Regions from separate parts of the Rattus norvegicus genome. Here region 2 is linked to region 1. The links are chromatin contacts, called in public Hi-C maps. All regions are on one chromosome and are shown on one strand. Each heading gives the region's core, a stretch centred on a gene start, on an enhancer-like site or on the middle of the called end of the contact. The rest is flanking DNA. Distances are from core to core; before and after follow the strand shown.

The links. Hi-C and Micro-C count contacts between places; a contact is called where the count stands out from the background.
Region 2: a contact with region 1 is called in a Hi-C map of kidney, with 7 times the contacts expected there. The contact joins the promoter of Cpq here to the promoter of Sdc2 in region 1. A contact is called at or near these places in 7 of 12 Hi-C or Micro-C datasets (the A7r5 cell line, the Rat2 cell line, Schwann cells and 4 more) and 1 of 1 datasets of contacts at active chromatin or transcription factors (oligodendrocytes).

What each region holds. Positions count from the first base shown.
Region 1 is chr7:66,008,863-66,014,069 of GRCr8, forward strand. Sdc2 (syndecan 2) reads left to right here and starts at 3,543. Exons shown (of 5, transcript NM_013082.4): 1 at 3,543-3,985. The coding sequence starts at 3,896.
Region 2 is chr7:66,147,276-66,152,306 of GRCr8, forward strand. It overlaps Cpq (carboxypeptidase Q), which reads left to right and starts at 2,123. Exons shown (of 9, transcript NM_031640.1): 1 at 2,123-2,159.

The DNA of each region.
Region 1 (5,207 bases), core at 2,293-4,792:
AAAATAAAGAAGTCTGGTTCTCTTTAAATTTTTTGGATCTTCAGCTAGTCTCTACATTGTATTTGTTTTATATGCTTTCGAATTCTCAATTTTAAGCACATTTGTTTACACATGCATGCGTGATGCTGTGACATACATGTAGTAGTCAGAAAACAACCTTTGGGAGCTGACTTTCTTTTTTCCATCATGTGGGGATCGGGGATAGAATTTAGGTGGTCAGGATTGATAACAGCTGCCTAAACCTGATGAATCATATCATTGGCTCTCATATATTTTCTTCTAAAATGACACCATTAAAGCTTCTTAGAAGTCATCAGGTAAGAATATTTTCTTGATATACCCCTCAAAATTCAGCTTGTCAGCTGGAGGACCTCAGAACACATGGAGAATGATTGCTGGTTTACCTTTTCTGTATCAGATATACTTTACAAAATTCAATTGAATTTTAGTCTTCACCAGCTTTTTATTAAAAATTCATTTAGTAGATGCCTTCATAATTCCCAGATTTAGAGACCTTCCTGTTGACCATTAGTGGCAATTAGTTGCACCCTTCCCTGTCCTCCCTTGGCATAGATGCTGTTGATATCCAATTCATGTGGAACCAGTTCTTACTCTCTCAGATTATCCCTCCCATCTTACTCATTGATGCCTTTGAACACAAGATCATGAATAACTATTTATTTTCATGCACTTTATGGTGACTCTTGAAATGGTACCAATTTCTTTATGAGATAAAGCCTCAATCTTGTGTTGTTTCTTCAAAGTATAAATCACTGAGAGGTCAATAAATGCCAAGCGGTTTGGAGTTTGTCTTTTAGGGGAGCTGGCAAATACATCCCTTCCTTGATATATCTGCTGACTAATTTTATCACTTCTTGTCCAAGCTGAAGCAGAGCTTCTTGTTAGGTAGATGCTTGACAGACAACAATAAACTGTAAAAATGAATAAACAAATGCCCAGTCCCGTTTTCCTTAGCGTTGAAATTTCTTTTATAGTTGTTTTCTTCAAACATCTCTATGTCTGTTATTATTCAGGAACTTCATTCAGTTTCTAATTAAATCGTAGTCTATTGTAGCTTCCAAATGTTAATTGTAGTAGGAAATGGAGGTGTGGATACATGACCTAGTCTCAAACATGAAAAGAAGAGTGAATCCTTTGTGGAACGAGGTGATTACTTACAACTTAAAAAGACTCCTTTTATTTTTCTGTGTCTGGGGCTGTTGTCTGTGCATGTGAGGTACCTGTGGTGGCCAGAGGCTTCAGATCCCCCTGGAGTTCTGAGTCACCCAACGTCAGTGCTGGGAACCACACCTCTGCAAAAGTGATAGCTATATGCTCCTAATTTCTGAGATGTGACAAAAAAACTTTTCCAGGGGAGACATAGTACACAGATCTACTTACTCCACATAGGGAACCCATGACAGAACAAATTACAAATACCATTAAAGTCCAATTTGCAGAACCAATGAGTTTTACTGCGGATACTTACAGGAATAAGGGTTACTTAGAGGAGCAGAAATCACCCAAAGACAGATGCATCACCAGAGCCCATCACAGTATGGGTCCTCACAAAGGCAGGAACCTAAAACACACTGCATCCCTGCATGCAGCGCAACAGGTTTGAAGTGTTCTTTCCAGGTTCTTTAGTTGATCTAAACCCTATCCAGGAAGCTCGGTTGGTTTCTCCTTCTCTCAGGCAGCTGGTCTGGACTCAGAGTCTTCTTTGCAACTCAGCTCTCTCTCACCTGGTGGACATTTTCACTGTTTTCTCTAAGACGGAGAGAGCTAGTCAATCTGATCAGTTTCAGGGACTTCCTGAGACTACTTTTTTGAGTAGTCTACCTTCCTGCTTAAGAGGCTTACAGCAGAATGGAATGTTTCAGTCTTGGAGTAAGCTTTTACACAAGTATATCTTCCAGCTCCTTGACTTATAGCTTTTTGAATGCAGTGCTAATTTTCTTGTAAAACATCAGAATCTTCCACTTACCATGATATTCTTCAACCACCACGTTATGGCCTTACAAATATGTCCATAGTTGAATCTTTCAGAAGCTAAGCTCACTCTTTTATTTTCCCAAGTCTCCTTTTTTGGCTGCCAGTGCCTTAGGCTGCTCATAAGAACCAGAAAGTTGGAAGTTATATCTGAACCAGAGTTGATGTTTTAACTTAAAGTTATGATTCTCCTGCTAATTTTTTTTGAGACTTGTAACAGTGATTTATCATTAAAACATTGTAATAGTCACTTAGGATGTGACTACAGTTTATGACTATGGCCTCATGTCTGTCTGTCTTGTCTCTCTCTCTCTCTCTCTCTCTCTGTGTGTGTGTGTGTGTGTGTGTGTGTGTGTGTGTGTGTGTGTTAAAGGTACAGAGCTTTTATATGGTATGGCTTGAGATTTGGAGTAGCATTTGCCTACAACATAGTTATGTATTTTTTAACACATCCCACATGATAATAAAATAGTGACTAATACTGAAAAGTCCCCGTCCTTTATAAATGGGCATTACAGAAGAAAATGGATCCACAATTCATTCAGTTCCTAAACCCAACAGGAAAACAGCGGCGGGCATTAGAAGGGTATGCGCCTGCCTGGTTCTGTAGCACCACACAGCACTGACCTTTATGCAAGAGATACACAGTCATTGTTTTCTTAAAGCCAGAAACGACTTTCCCCTTCTCTGAACTTTTATTTCATTTGCTATTATCTACAATCTCTAATTTTTCATCCCTATTTGTTGTTTCCAAATGTAAACAGTTTTACATTTTCCAAATGTAAAAATGTGGAAATTGACCTTAGATAATGCCTGAGGCAGGGTGTGTGTGTGTGTGTGTGTGTGTGTGTGTGTGTGTGTGTGTGTGTATGCGGGAAGGGTCTGAGGAGAATCTTAACAGAAACTTGCTACAGTCAGCTTCAGTCTTTTCTGAATTGCAATCTTTTGACCTGGTGACCTATGGGCACTGTAAGCGCTTGAAGGGGATCTATAAACTTTCTCATTTTTCTCGTGACCCAATCCTCACAAGTCAGTAAGTCCGTCAAACCTTCGCCGATTTTTCTTTAGAAAATTAAAACGAAGAAAGGGAGAAGGAAAGGGAAAGGGAGAGAGAAAAGTGGTGGGAAGAGGAGAGGGCATTGAGAAGGGGAAAGAGAGACAGACGATGAAAGAGCACTAAGGTTTGCAGAGGCACGTTCCCGGGGCAGCCACAGTGCGGAGCTGCGGGCGCCCACTGGCTCTGGGAATTGCCAATCACAGAGTAATCCCGGCAGAATTTCTCCCGGGTTTATCATGGAGTCCTGGCAACCTCCTTTCCCCCAGTCGCCCGGAGGAACCCTGAGCTGCTTGCTAGGAAAGGAAGAAAGGTGGGGGCGGTAGAGGCGGAGGCGGAGCAGGACCAGGGAGAGGACGCGGAGGGGGGTGGTGTGGGATCGAGGGGAGGACCTGGGAGGCGGCGGCGGCGCGCAGAAGGAGGGGCGCTGCAGCCAAGCCACCAGCCCAGCGGCTGTACTCCAGATACTCCTGGAGCTCGGGCCCCGCGGATCGCGCGTCCCCTCCGTTCTGCATCCCCAAACTTCAGCCGCAGCTCTGTTTCAACCCATCGGCTGCTTGCTTCAAATCAGACAGCACCGCGACCCAGACACCCGAGTCCGCGGAGTGAAAGCACAACGCCGAGTAGGACCAGACCAGGAAAATAGACTCGTGAAGCAGCAACTCTGGATTGGGAGGGCAGAAGCCAACAAGTGAGAAGGCGCGGCGTTTCCGGGGCGCTGTGCGAAAGCTAGAGCAGGCGCCAGAGAAGACAGCTCGAGCTCAGAACCCGAGACCAAGCCTCTCTCCCGGAGGCAGCTCAGCTCCTATCTTCTCTAGGCCCGCTGCAGCGTGCGCTGGGCTTCGTTTTATGCGGGTACGAGCCACGTCCCCGGGGAATATGCAGCGTGCGTGGATCCTGCTCACCTTGGGCTTGATGGCCTGTGTGTCGGCAGAGACGGTGAGTGGGCCCAGCCTGGGACGTGCGCTGTTATGGGTGTCCAGGCAACTAGAGGAGCCAGTGGGTAATTGGGGAGCGCCACCTGGGGGATCCGCCACCCCTGAACGTGGGGCTACTTAGATGTACTGAGACAAATGAGCTTGTTTTTCCACCACTTGCCCCTGGTCCCTTCTTTTCTCAGCACAGTTGAACTGCTACAGGGGGTTACCTACCCTATGTCTTCGGGGATGGGGGCACAAGACTTGGAGTTTGCTGACCCCAAAGGCCCCTAAAGTCACTCCCAACTTTCTGCCTTTGGGGGATTTCGTGGTGTGGTCCAGGAAGGACAGAGGGCTAAGAGCTGGTTACTAGAGCACCACTAAGGGTTAGAAAAGGAGCCGGTAAGCTCTGCGCGCTGGACAAGCCCCAGGGATGAGTTGGAACTTTGGGGAGGATCTGTTCCTCTAGACACCATCCTCCCTACTTCAGGCTTTCAGCTTGTCTGAAGGCAAGTTTAGGGAGATAGGACTCATATTAAAGAAACCGAGAGTATCTGGAGAGGAAGTTTCTAAAAGTTTATTTGTTTAATGCTCCATGTTGCTGTGGCAAGGCACCCACACTATGTGGAGAAGCAGTCGGTGGTCTATACGGAGGCTGCTGGCCGCGTGGAGCTTTTTGGAATAGGCCTGGGCTCTCTGGCCTCTGCGATCTTCCACTAACCCTCCTCGTGGAGTGAAGCCGGGGGCTGTAGTAGAGAGAGGAAATCTTAATCCGGGTGGCTTTGGAATGTCGCAAGATGGAAAGATGAGGGTGCTTGTGACTTACTTGGCTTTGGTCTCTGACTGCTGGGGGATGAATACCTCTTTCCTGCCACCCTCATGATTCCTGTGAGACTATCTTCTTCCACTACCAGCTTCTTTCCTTCTCGGTGGCGGTGGGAACTTGATTTCTGATCCGGATTGTGTTTCTGGGGTTGGAGTTGATTTCTCTGCGTTGCCCAATGAAAGCACTCCTGGGCTCTCAGCTAGTGTGGCAGCCCCTACCTGGGCCACTACAGCTCTGTTTTGGCAAGTGGGAGTCCAAGCGCCTTCTATTGACATGCAGTCCCAGGGCTGCCAGCTCAATTAGGGAATGATCCTTTCTTTCACTCTTGTTCCCTATGCTCGTCCTTTGGCATTTAGTGAGTTGCCCAATACGAATTAATGGAAAAGCCCCTTTGAAGACACCGTAGATCTTTAGCTGG
Region 2 (5,031 bases), core at 873-3,372, 140 kb after region 1:
AATTCCTCATCTGTGAAGTAGAAATAATAATAATACCTAGCTCATAGGACTGATAAACACCCACAGATAATCCAACCAAAGTCCTAGTAAAAAGCATTTGATTAAAGTTAAACTCTTGTTATTTTTACATTGCGGATCAATGCCAGAGAACTTTTACAGCATGAAGGGATCAGTCGGAGAAAAGGCTGGGAAGTTAATGCATCTGATACACCATGAGCAAACACACAGCCCTCTAAATTGTACTCAGAGAGACAATCTATGGGCCATTTTTATTGGTGCATGATGAGCTAAATACAGAAGTCGAATGTAAGCAGCTAGAAGTGTAAAAAAGGAGATATTTTACTTGTTACAACCTGTATGCTTGTTTTTACACAAAACCCAGTTAGGTTTTCATTCACCTTTGCCAGATTTTTAATCGCATTTTATAAAACTAGCAGTCATAGGAGACTGAAAATAATACTACTTATTCTTCATCAAATATAGTTTCAGAAAAATGTAACTCAGCAGGGGTAGGTATGGCTCCCCAGGGACCATCTGAGCTAGGACCCTGTTGGGAAGGCGCTTGAATACCTCACAAAACTAGTAAAAATTTAGAGGGATTGTTATATTGTTGTATGTACACAGGTGAAAGGACTCAAAATTATTTTCTTTGTATATGTCTAATTTTTTCTTTCCTGTGTTTCTAAGCATGTGAGTTTTCTTTTTTCTTAGCATCTATCTATGTAGCCCAGGCTGGCCTGAAACTCAAGATCCCCCTGCCTCCATTTTCTGTGTTCAGAGATAGCACACACATGTATCAGCATGCCTAAGTTTTTTTTTGTGTGTGTTTGTGTGTGTGTGTGTGTGTGTGTGTGTGAGAGAGAGAGAGAGAGAGAGAGAGAGAGAGAGAGAGAGAGAGAGAGAGAGAGAGAGAAAGTTTAAGAGGAGAAACAGGAACAGGAAGTATTTTACAAAGGTAACTTTGATAAGAGTCTGACTAAGCAAAGAAATTTGGACTTAACAAAACACAAAACATTAAAAATGTGCTTATGTTGCAGCTTGGACTTCCTGCAGGTCTCCCAACTACTGAAATAAGGGCTGTCCCTAAATTTGTTGCTTCCTGTGAATCCTGTTCCCCTAATTGTTCTACCTTGTCTAGCCTCAATGGAGAGGTTGTGCCCTGTCCTTCAGTGACTAGATGTGCCAGGGTGGGTTGGTTCCCAGGAGGATCCTCCCCTTCTCAGAGGAGAAGGGAAGGACAGGACTGGAGCTGTGAAAAGGGGGGTCTGGGAGGAGAGGGGCTGCTGCGATCAGGATGTAAAGTGAATACATACATACATACATATACATACATAGATACATACACACATACATACATACACACATACATACACACACATACACATACATACACACATACATACATGCATATACACATGCATACACACACACATACATACATGGGCAAAAATATGTGCATATGTACTGCGATAGTAGTAAAGCGTATTTCTTTCCCGGATACCGTCTTGTGCCGAAATGAATGACTTTCTGATCTACTAGTTTAAGATCATGCTCTCTGCCTTCATGATCACCTCCTTTCTTGCAGTCCTTCAACCATTAAAGAAGGGAGAAAATAACCTGGTGCTTTGTTTTGTTTTGGAGACAGGGTCTCATTCATTATGAAGACCTTGCTAATCCTCAACGTTTTGGGCCATCTTCCTGTGTATCCAGCCTCCCTAGTGCTGGGTGATTACTAGCATGGACAAAATAACTGTTAATTGCTTCCCTTGGGAAGGAATTTAACGGTTTCCAGAACAAGGTCTTCAGAAGTCAGGCCTTGGAGACCCTACTTGCTCTAAGCCAGGCTCAGGGAGACAGATATCTGTCAGGGTCTGGTCCAGCCAGCCATGGCCTCTGTTAAAGTCCAGGCCTCATGTCTGGCTGACCGTTGCACCCTTGTCCACCGCTCACTGGCCAGGGAGGGCTCCACAGCTTCCCAGGCACGTGAAGAAGGCAGGCCTGCAGACTCGGGGCTCAGGGCTGTTCCTGAGGCGTCTGGAGGCCCGCCCTGTGGATCCAGCACTTCAGAGCGACCTCCCGGTCCCGCCTCCCGGATGTACCCGTAGTCCGCAGTCCTCACCCGGAGTTGCGGTTGCTGCTCTGCAGAACCTCGTGACCAGGTGCGTGCCCCGAGCCGTGGGTGACCCGCTGCTCCCCGGAGGCTGGAGGGTGGGCTGAGGGCAGCAGGCTTAGCTGCCAGAGCGCTTCCTGACAGGAGGAAGCGCTCTGGCATAGGCCGGGACTGCCTGAGGCCACAGTGGAACCCAGAGGCAGAGCCCAAAACTGCTGGTGTCTTCCTCAAGGTTCCCTGCCCCGCCCTTCAGCTGCCTTTCTTCAGTCCCTATCTGCAATTTTCCCTAGTCCCCTGACCTGCAAGAGGCTTTACCAGGGTAGGGTGGGAGCACTTTGGGGGTTTCTTTCACTTTCTACGTTGTTCTGTTATTTCAATTCTGGTTTGAAAGGTCCGTTTTCGAGTTGTCAGCATCTGACGTAGTAGTACTCAATAACCAATAATTGACTATGAAGTAGAACTGAATGAATGAAGTGGACGAATGCATAGGAAATGGAGCAGAGTGAGCGAAATATGACTGGCTCAGTGGATATGAAGTGGAGACATCGGACACTGGCTTTCGACTGTTTTCTCAGAGTTAAGTGTTTCGCAATCTCTGTGGTAAAATGAGAGGAATTGGTTCAATGTAGTTGTTAGTCACTGGACATCTGCACCTTATCTGCATTAATTGGATTTGATATGTTTTGCTTAAAACAAAATATACCTGAGCTTTTGCTTGCTGGTGTTTTATTCTCCCCCACTTTTCGTTCTGAGGCATCGTTGTCACCACAATATTTAATGTATTTACAAAGTACAAAGGTACATCTCAAAGAAGAACCATGTCGCTGACTTGTATGTAAATCCAGATATTTCTCTTGAATCTAAGACTATGAACAATGTGTATTTTCCCTAGACAAGGCTGGTTGAGTGGCAGGTGAATGAAGAAAGCTAAATATGGCACAGTGAGGAAAGTAATTTAATTGGCCACTGCTGCAGTTCTGTTTCCTGGATTCCAAGTTCCACAAAAAAACAAAACAAAACAAAAAAACCAAAAAAGACAAAACAAACCAAAAAAACCCACCAACCCCCCCCAAAAAGCCCCAAAAACAAATTCAAAAAACAAAAACAAAAGCAGGGACTTTGAATTGTTGCTTGATCTCTTTAGATTTTTAACTTCATTAACTTCATTAACTTTTTATGAGAGAGAGAGAGAGAGAATGGACCTTTGCTTAACACAGGTATTTTCTTTAAAGGTTTTATTTTTTGAATTTTGTAGACAGCACATCTCAGTGGACCTTCAGTCAGTGAGTCAGCTAGATCAGCTGGACAGTGAGCTCCAGAATCCACTTGTCTCCACGAGGCTAGGGCTGGGGTCAAACAAAGCCATGCATCTGGCTTTGACTTGCATATTTTTACCTACTTATTTCAAGTCTGTCTGGTAGAGTAAATGTTTTGATTAGTGAAAAAGACTGACTTTCTCAGGTTCTTTTTCCAAATAGCCAATTGTGGGTTCATGTCTCATTCAGCTATGAAGTGTACAGGCTGATATTTATGATTTTCTGACCACACACTTACTGTCCATTTAAACTTCTTACTTAATTAATCCTCACCATAAACCTAAGGGCAAGGTCCTTGTGATCTAACTAGCAGAAATAGTACTGGCAAAAGAGGAAGCCGGGACTGAGAACACAAGCAGGTGGGATCAGACAGTGTGTGCTGTGAAAGCCTGTGTGGTGTGGAAGATTGGTTTCCATGTGTTTTGGAACGTGTACAAAATCTGGATATTGTTTCCATATCCAGTGAACTGAGAATGGGAACTGAGGAATAGAATTACTGAGGTGGATTTAGTTATTTTATTATTTTAAAAATTATCAACCAGGGTCACCAAAATGGCTAGTTTACGGTAAAGGCTCATGATGTCAACCCAAGTGAAGCACGTTTAATCCCAGGACCAGACACGGTGTGGAAAGAAAGAACTGATTCTGCAAGCTATCCTCTGATTTCCACATAGTTACTTCCCTCAACACACACACACACACACACACACACACACACACACACACACACACACACACACACTCTAATAAAAATTGTTGGCCAGGTATGGTCACTCACAGTTGTAATTGTGATGAGAATTGTTATGAGTTCAAGGACAGTCTGAGCAACCAAGTGGGACAGTCTCAACCCCACCCCCCAAAAAACAAAAAAGAAAAAGATTAATTAGAATGTTTAATTCTACTATGATTTGACACTTTCAACCTAAATGCTCACGGATCCTAATACTTTCACTTATTTAGGGAACTTAAAGTTGGTGACATTGACGGCTCAGTGACCAGCATTTTAAGGGCACTGTACCATGAGATTTAAGCAGTGGTGTGTGTGTGTGTGTGTGTGTGTGTGTGTGTGTGTGTGTGTGTGTGTGTGCGCGCGCGCGCGCGCACGTGTGCGTGTTAGCGTTGTGTCTTTGATAAGGGGCTGCTTGCCATCCTAATAAGGAACACTGGGAATGTTAAAATGGACTTCCAGAACCCTTATAATTAATTGATGTGAGCAAAAGTAGTAGCCTATAAGGTAAGTGGATATTATTTTGTTTCCTTTTGTCTGCCAGGTTTAGCCTCATGGAAGGCAGAGACCAATGGTCGGTGCCTGGAAATCTGAGAGCCCTTGACAATTTGATTTAGCTCAGGAGGCTGGAGCTTTCTGCCCTGAGGCTGATCTGATGGAATAGACTTTCCTATTGCTCACAATATTATGAAAAAAATTTAAAGCAGAAACTTTTATTACTTGCCCTGGAGCTGGAGCTTTAAAATGTAGTCTCTGCCCCTACTCCTACTTTCTCCGAACCACTTAGCTTTTAAAAGCCAACAATTCATTCATGTGCTTTCCGCTGTGGATTATTATTCTTTTCTTTATTTCTTGGCATGTTCTTCCTTCATTTCATC